2 separate regions of the Capra hircus genome follow, and region 2 is linked to region 1. The links are chromatin contacts, called in public Hi-C maps. All regions are on one chromosome and are shown on one strand. The core of a region is the stretch at or near the end of the contact, and the rest is flanking DNA. Distances in the headings are between cores, read along the strand shown. Region 1 overlaps UBXN11 (UBX domain-containing protein 11). Region 2 overlaps AIM1L (absent in melanoma 1-like protein).

The links. A called contact is a pair of places that touch in the nucleus more often than the background predicts.
Region 2: a Hi-C map of blood shows a contact between it and region 1, with 5 times the contacts expected there. The contact joins two enhancer-like sites. A contact is called at or near these places in 2 of 5 Hi-C or Micro-C datasets (both in blood).

What each region holds. Positions count from the first base shown.
Region 1 is chr2:9,128,722-9,132,097 of ARS1.2, reverse strand. UBXN11 (UBX domain-containing protein 11) reads left to right here. Exons shown (of 15, transcript XM_018056321.1): 9 at 1,036-1,250; 10 at 1,512-1,589; 11 at 2,554-2,671; 12 at 2,796-2,899. Among named protein-coding and RNA genes, the nearest start is that of SH3BGRL3, 5.3 kb to the right of the region's middle. Within about 2 kb of position 1,762, at least 3 of the 5 cell types and tissues checked have an H3K27ac peak or open chromatin away from gene starts, as enhancers often do.
Region 2 is chr2:9,168,359-9,171,734 of ARS1.2, reverse strand. AIM1L (absent in melanoma 1-like protein) reads left to right here. Exons shown (of 22, transcript XM_018056341.1): 20 at 1-28; 21 at 1,109-1,268; 22 at 1,365-1,549. The coding sequence ends at 1,453. LOC108637283 (a long non-coding RNA gene) reads right to left here. Exons shown (of 2, transcript XR_001918921.1): 2 at 2,894-3,267. Among named protein-coding and RNA genes, the nearest start is that of UBXN11, 13 kb to the right of the region's middle. Within about 2 kb of position 1,719, at least 3 of the 5 cell types and tissues checked have an H3K27ac peak or open chromatin away from gene starts, as enhancers often do.

The DNA.
Region 1 (3,376 bases), core at 513-3,012:
TTGCCACCCTAGTAGATGACTTACTTAGGGGCTAGATCCCTTCAAAGACAGAACAGGCTCCTGGCCTGCCCCCCACCAGCATCCCAGCTGCCCTGTCCCCCTTTCTGCGCTGGCACCTGTCCTGACTGTCCCCACCGCCCCACCTACACCCCATGAAGCTTAGGAACAGCTATATGGAGAAGCAGAGGCCAAAGCTGTCAGCTTGTCAAAGGGCTCTGTGACTCAAGAAATGTATGTCCAACCCAAGGTCTGTCCCATGTCCCTTCTGTCCAGTGGCTGTCCTGACCCTCCCCTCCCTCTCCTGATGGCGCAGATGGGTAGGAAAAACAGATTTCAGCTCAACCACTTCTAACTCGCCAAGTGGCCTGGGGCAAGTCACTTTCTGTCTCTGTGGGCCTGTTTCCTCTTGTGTAAAATGGAGATTGAGTAAGCCCTGCCTCGTAGCCTCTGGCCTGGCCTGAGGCCCATTCCTCAGGACTCTGCTGGAAGTCCTCTGGGATCCTCATAGCCCTCCTCGTACTGTCATCATCCCCTTCCAGAAGAGAGTGCTCTGGTGCCGAGCAGTGAAATGGCTTGACCAGGGTGACGCAGGGAGAAGGAAAGAGCTGGAATTTGAGCTCAGACTGCTGGGAACTCGGCACTGAGCCTTTCAGCTGCTAACTCCGTGCCTGGCACATCTGACCCGGGATCAGTCCTGCTCCCACCACTTACTGTGTGTGTCCCTAGGCCAGCCTTTAACCTCTAGCCCTTCGTTTCCTAATATGGAAAATGGGGATGTTCATAGTCCCTACAGCATAGGGTTGGTATGAAGAGAGAACAGGATAATAGATGGTAAACCCCTAGCACAGAGCAGATGCTCACTAAAAGACAGCCAGTATTATTACCTAGGTCAGCTGTCCTTCTCCCTCCCCAGGGGGGTCACTTAAAGAGATGCTAAGTCCCCTGCCCAGCGTGGGAGGGGGCCATGAAGGCCAGGGCCCCAGAGCACACAGCAGCCCCGAAGAGAGGCTCATGGGTGTCCGTCCCCTTTGCCAGGGGACTCGTTGGTTCCCCCCGAGGTGGACTTTGACAGGCTGCTGGCCAGCCTGAAAGATCTCAGCGAGCTGGTGGGAGACAGCGACGCCCAGTTGATGCCGGTGCCCGACAGAGTGCCGCTCCGGACCCTTGAACCCATCCCGCTGAGGCTCTACCGGAACGGCATCGTGATGTTCGATGGGCCCTTCCGGCCCTTCCATGATCCCTCCACGCAGGTAGGTGTGACGGGGAAGGGGAGACAGGCCCAAGCACCCTCAAGCTGCTCCGGTGGCCGACCTCTTGCTCACTATTAAATGGGCCCAGCTCTCCCCCAGCACCCCAGGCTCATGTGCAGCCTTCAGCAGCACCCCTACCCACCCAAGCCCTGGGGCCCTACTTCCAGAGTAGGATCCACAGAGGGAGCCCGCCCCAGTAGCCTGCCATCTAGACAGGAAACAGGGTCCAGCCCAGGCCTCATCCAACCTCTCTCCCCACAGCGCTGTCTTCGAGACATACTGGATGGCTTCTTCCCTTCAGAGCTCCAGCGGCTGTACCCTGATGGCGTCCCCTTTAAGGTGATGGGCTGATCCCAGAACCACTTACGCACTCCCAGTGTGGGGATTTTGCACAGGGGGTGGGATTGCTTTCTCAGGCCTCACCTAGAGGTGCTGCCCACCTCAGGGGACCCTCCTGCTCCCCCACCCCCCACCATCTGATGACCTCTCCAGAAGGAGAAGGAGCCTGAAACCAGCCTGGGAAGGGAGCTGGGAGGCTGTGGTGGCCCCTGGGGCTCCAGCTGCAGCAGCAGCAGCAGGGAAGGCTGGAGGCTGAGCAGCAGGCAGTGCCCCCTGCTGGCTGCCTCGAAGCACAGCCTTCAGCCTGGGACCCTCCTCCACCATGTCCAGGACACCTGGACCAACTGGGGACAGCGAAGTGTCTGTACAGAGGCGACCTGGATGCTCCCAGGGGCTCCTGGCACCTCCTCTTTGGGGTGGAAGGCAGTGCCTTGGGAGGAAGCAGATGTTGGGACTAAAGAACTTGAGGTGCAGCCAGCCCCCTGCTGTGGGGGCGGTGGGCGGTGAAATGAGGGTGACTGGACCAACCTGAGGCCATGCCCCGAGGGTGGTGCGTTAGTTCCACAATGTGAGCATGTGAGGCAGCGCGTGCCAGCCCGGCTTGGAAACTACCGTGAGTCACGACCGGGGGTGTTCAAGGCAGTGCATGCCAAGCCAGGCTTTGCCCTCTCCTAAACACCCTCATCCCTCCCCTGCTCTGGGAGGGGGATGTCAGCACTGTGACTCCAGCTGGCGTGAGGCAGGGAGCTTGCAGGGAGAGCAAGGGTCAGGTGGCTGAGAGCAGCATGAACAGCAGCTCTCCTGCTCTCTCCCAGGGCCTCGGTTCCCTCATCTGCAACATGGGGATTGCGGCAGGCCACCCCGCGGGCCTGTTCCTGGGGCCTCTGTTTGGGCACGGAGGGGTGGGGATGAAGCCCAGGGCTGAAGAGCTGTGTCTGCCGCTGTTTCCCTTCCTTCTTGCCAGGTGAGTGACCTGCGCAGTCAGGTCTACCCAGAGAACGGGCTGGACCCGTTCCCAGGTGAGGGCCGCGTGGTGGGCCTGCAGAGGATTCGAAAACCCTTGGACAGCATAGAGCATCCAGGTGAGCTCGGCCCTGCGGCTGAGCCAGGTGGTAGGAATGCTGTGCCCAACAAGCTCCAGGTGAGCCTCCTCCAGCATCACTCCAGTCCCCACCTGACCAAGGCTCCCCGATGCCTTCCCTGCAGGCTCCAGGATGACCGCCGAGAAGTTTCTGAACAGGCTCCCCAAATTTGTGATCCGACAAGGCGAGGTGATTGACATCCGGGGCCCGATCCGGGACACCCTGCAGGTGAGCCCAGCCCTGGCTCCCCAGGCCTTACCGTGTGTGTGTGTGTGGTTGCCATCAACCCTCACCCAGCCAGCCAGAGCAATGGTTAATCTGGAGGCTCAGGCTTGGGGGTCCCTCAGGATGGCCTGCATGGAGAGACAGGCCCCTCACAGCTAGCTGTTCCATGGTCTCCTGGAAATGATGGGGCTGCTGAGGGCTCTGAGTGAGGACCAGAGAGCTTCAGACACAATATGGGGGCAGGAGCTGTAAGAACAGGCAGGTCAGGGGACTCTAGCTGGGGGTAAGCTCAAGTCCAGGCCACCTCAAGGTTCAGTCCGAAATACACCTTCCTGGGCTTCACAGAACTCACCATGCCCTCTTCTCACTCCCTGTCCTCCCCTCCCCCTGTGAAAGGTACCAAACCCGTTTCCACCCCCAACTCTGCCTTCACCACACGTGGCCAAGTCCTGCCAGATCTGTCGATCCCCAGAACTGCTC
Region 2 (3,376 bases), core at 470-2,969, 40 kb before region 1:
CTACGAGGATGGGCTACTGAAGAACCAGGTACTGGTTTCGGGGCTGGGACAGCGACATCAGGGCCCTCAGACCCTCACAAGCCCACCTTCAGGAGTCCCAGCCTGTGCTCAGTCGGAAACAGGAGCCAGTCTTGGGCCAGAGAGGCAGAGAGATACAGACACCGGGACCCTGGGGAGCTGGAGAAAGCAGGCTGTGTACCCTTGGGCAATTCAGGCTCTTCCCTGGGCCTCTGTCTCATCTGCAAAACAAAGCGGCTGGGCCAGAGGCTTCTAAGGGACCTCCCAGCTCTGATAACCTGTGACAGATCTGGGTCCTATTATTAATGACAGATTTGGGAATTCTCTGGTGGTCCAGTGCTTAGGACTCGGGGCTTTTACTGCCAGGCACCCGGGCTTGAACCTGGTTGGGAAATCAGATCCCACAAGTCATGAGGCATGGCCAAAAGGAAATGATAGATTCATTGCGCAAATCTTTCCTGAACACCCGCCATGTGTTTGGCCCTCCTGAAGCTTGCTTCCTAGTGGGGAGAGAAAGAAACGGCTTCAATGAGTCCTAGGCGTTGAAAAGTGCTTGGAAAAATACATGAAGAAAGGAAAATAGGGAATACCAGTATCTCTGACAAGGGGAGCCCTTCCTGAGAAAGTGGCGGTGGAGGGGACACCCTGCAGATGTCTTCCTTATGAACATCATGATGTCTTCACGTGAACATCGCATGGAATCCCTAGAGGGCACTAGAGGGCAGGTCCTATTATACTTCCCATTTTATAGGTAAGGAAACCAGAGCAGAGTTTAGTAACTGGCTGAAAATCACATAGCCAGTAAGTATGTGGATGTTTGCTGCTAAAGCCTGTGTTTCAAGAGTCAGTCATGGAAGTCTTCCTGGAGGAGTTCATATTTTCCCAGCTCTTCGATGGTTTCTCACATTGAACCAGAACCCTTTCAACAACCATCCCCCCAGGAAAACAGAGCTCAGAAAGATCAAGACGTTTGCCCAGAGTCACAGTCCACGAGAGCCAGAAATTCAAAGCTGGGTGTATCAAAGTTGTCTTAGGTTTGGCAGAGTCCCTGGGGGAGGGCCGGTGCCTGACGATCTCCTGGGGGCCTCAGGTGGCCCCCACCATGAGCCTGCAGGTGATAGGCCCCCCCAGCACAGGCTCCAAGGTGGTGCTGTGGGCTGAGAGCCGCCTGCCCCGCCAGACATGGAGCATCAGTGAGTCGGGCCACATCTGCAGCCAGATGTTTGAAGGTCGGATCCTAGATGTGAAGGGTAAGTTGGGCATGTGTGTGGGAGAAGGCCCCTGAGGGCAGTGGAGTCCCCAGCTCTTTCTGACCATCTCCCCGTCTCTTACCCCATCCCCTGCAGGCGGCCGGGGCTACGATCGGGACCACGCAGTGCTGTGGGAGCTGGCCAAGGACAGGGCGTCCCAGATCTGGACTGTCCATGTGCTTTGAAACCTCCCTGCCACCCCCCAGCCCTGGAGGCTCTCCCTGGGATGACATGTTTTTATAGGGTTTTTTGTTGTAACATAAACTGTTTTATACTATGTTCCCAGGTATCCTTGACACTGCACCTTGATATTTGGGGTGGGGGGCGGGAGTGAGGTTTTATTCACGTGCCTTCTGACTTGCCTAGGCTCAGGTGGGCTTGCTTCTTCCCTCCTTCCGGTTCGGGCGTTCAGATGCAAGGCCTCCCTCTGCCACCAGAGGGAGCCCTGGGACCAGACTGACTGCAGAGTGTGACCTTGTCACCGCCTCCCTGAAATGATGTGTTCCCGGAGCGCGGGCTATGGGAGCACGAACATGAACCAAGCCTTGGTCCCTGTGCTCAGGCAACCCACAGTCCAGTGGAGGATTCCAACGGGTAGGGTGATACATTCAGTGACAGGCAAAGAAAGGAAGTGGAGGCATGCACAGGGGAGGACTTGAAACTATATTTAGAGGCACAAGGCATGGAACGCTGCCCGGAGGAGGGAATCCTCACCTGCGATGTGGAGAATGAGAAGGAGTCAGCCGGGCTAGAGGATGGCAGAGGGGTGCAGACAAATTCAGGGGTGGAAGCCTGGAAGTCCAGTGTGATGGGGGCAGGGTGGGCCGGGCGAGAGAGGCGAGTGGGAGCCACACCTCAAAGGGCCTTGCTCGCCAGAGCCTCTCAATTTCTCCCAACCCTGGTCTCAGGCCCTAAAGGTTTGATCTCAGTCAGATAAGCCGGGACAGGGGGTCTTGGTCCCTAACCCGGCTCAGAGAGGGCAGGACATAGTCCTTCAATCTAGCAGACCCTTGGCCTCTTGGCTGAGATCCTCCAGGAAGAGGCAGAGATGGGGACTTCTCCAGGGTCCCTTTCCCTCTCTGTTGATCCCAATTCCAAGAGGGGTACGAGTGGTTAGAGCAGCTGTGTGTCCTTCCTGCCTCCTAACCCATGGGTAGGTGGGAAAGAGACAGACAGCGGCCTCTTCACCTTTCTCAGCGCCCCCGTGGTTGGAGGCGTGACGACAGGAGGCTGGCTGTGAGGGAACCGCTAGAGGTTGGGCGGGCAGTTCTCTCTGACTCTGTTGTTCAGAAGAAACTCAGGTAATGGAGTGGGGGACTTGCCTCTGCAACTGTGGATGCCCAAGGTCTGGGTGGGTGTATGTGGGTCCTCTGGGACCTCCCTTCCTGAACTCCCAGGCACCGGTGACCAAATGCAACTAAAGAGAGGGTGACTACGGCAGGTTCTGGGCTGGGTCCTTTCAAGGGGATCCAAATGGGTAGGGCCCCAGCTTCCAGGCTTTGGGGCAGGGAAGGTGGGGTGTGAGCTCCCTGGTGCCACCTCTCCTGCTGATGGGGACACAGGCAGCCCCTGGGTGCTGGCTCTTCAGGTCTGGTGATGTCCAGTGACCACACGTAGGACCCTGCTCCAAGTACACAACAGCTTTATTGACCCCCAGCTGGGAGGTGCTTCCTCCTCCATGTCAGAACCTCCCTGTGTCAGCCATGGGCCCCACCCCAAGCTCTGCCCATCAATTCCTATAACCTGCTCATCTCTAGCATCAGCACCTCCCAAGGATTGGGGGTGCTTCTCCTGCTAGTGACGATGGCCGCTGTCTTGGGGGGGCATGAGATGAGGGCTGGGGCGTGTCAGCTCAGGTGAGGTGGAAGAGCTGGATGAGGGTATTGGTCAAGAAGAAAAGGATGCTGCCACCGGCCAGGCTGCTGAAGGCTGGGGAGCCACTTTGGGGTTTCTTGTAGGTGGTGAAGGTGCGGTTGCTTCCCAGGACTCCGGTTTGTATCTGCAAGAGAAGAAGTGGGGCAAGCCCGGGGAGGGGTGAGTCTCAGGTGTGTTGTTTAGAGACCCAGTTCTCCCACCCCCAGACTGTAGCCCCCGGTTCCCTGTCCTGA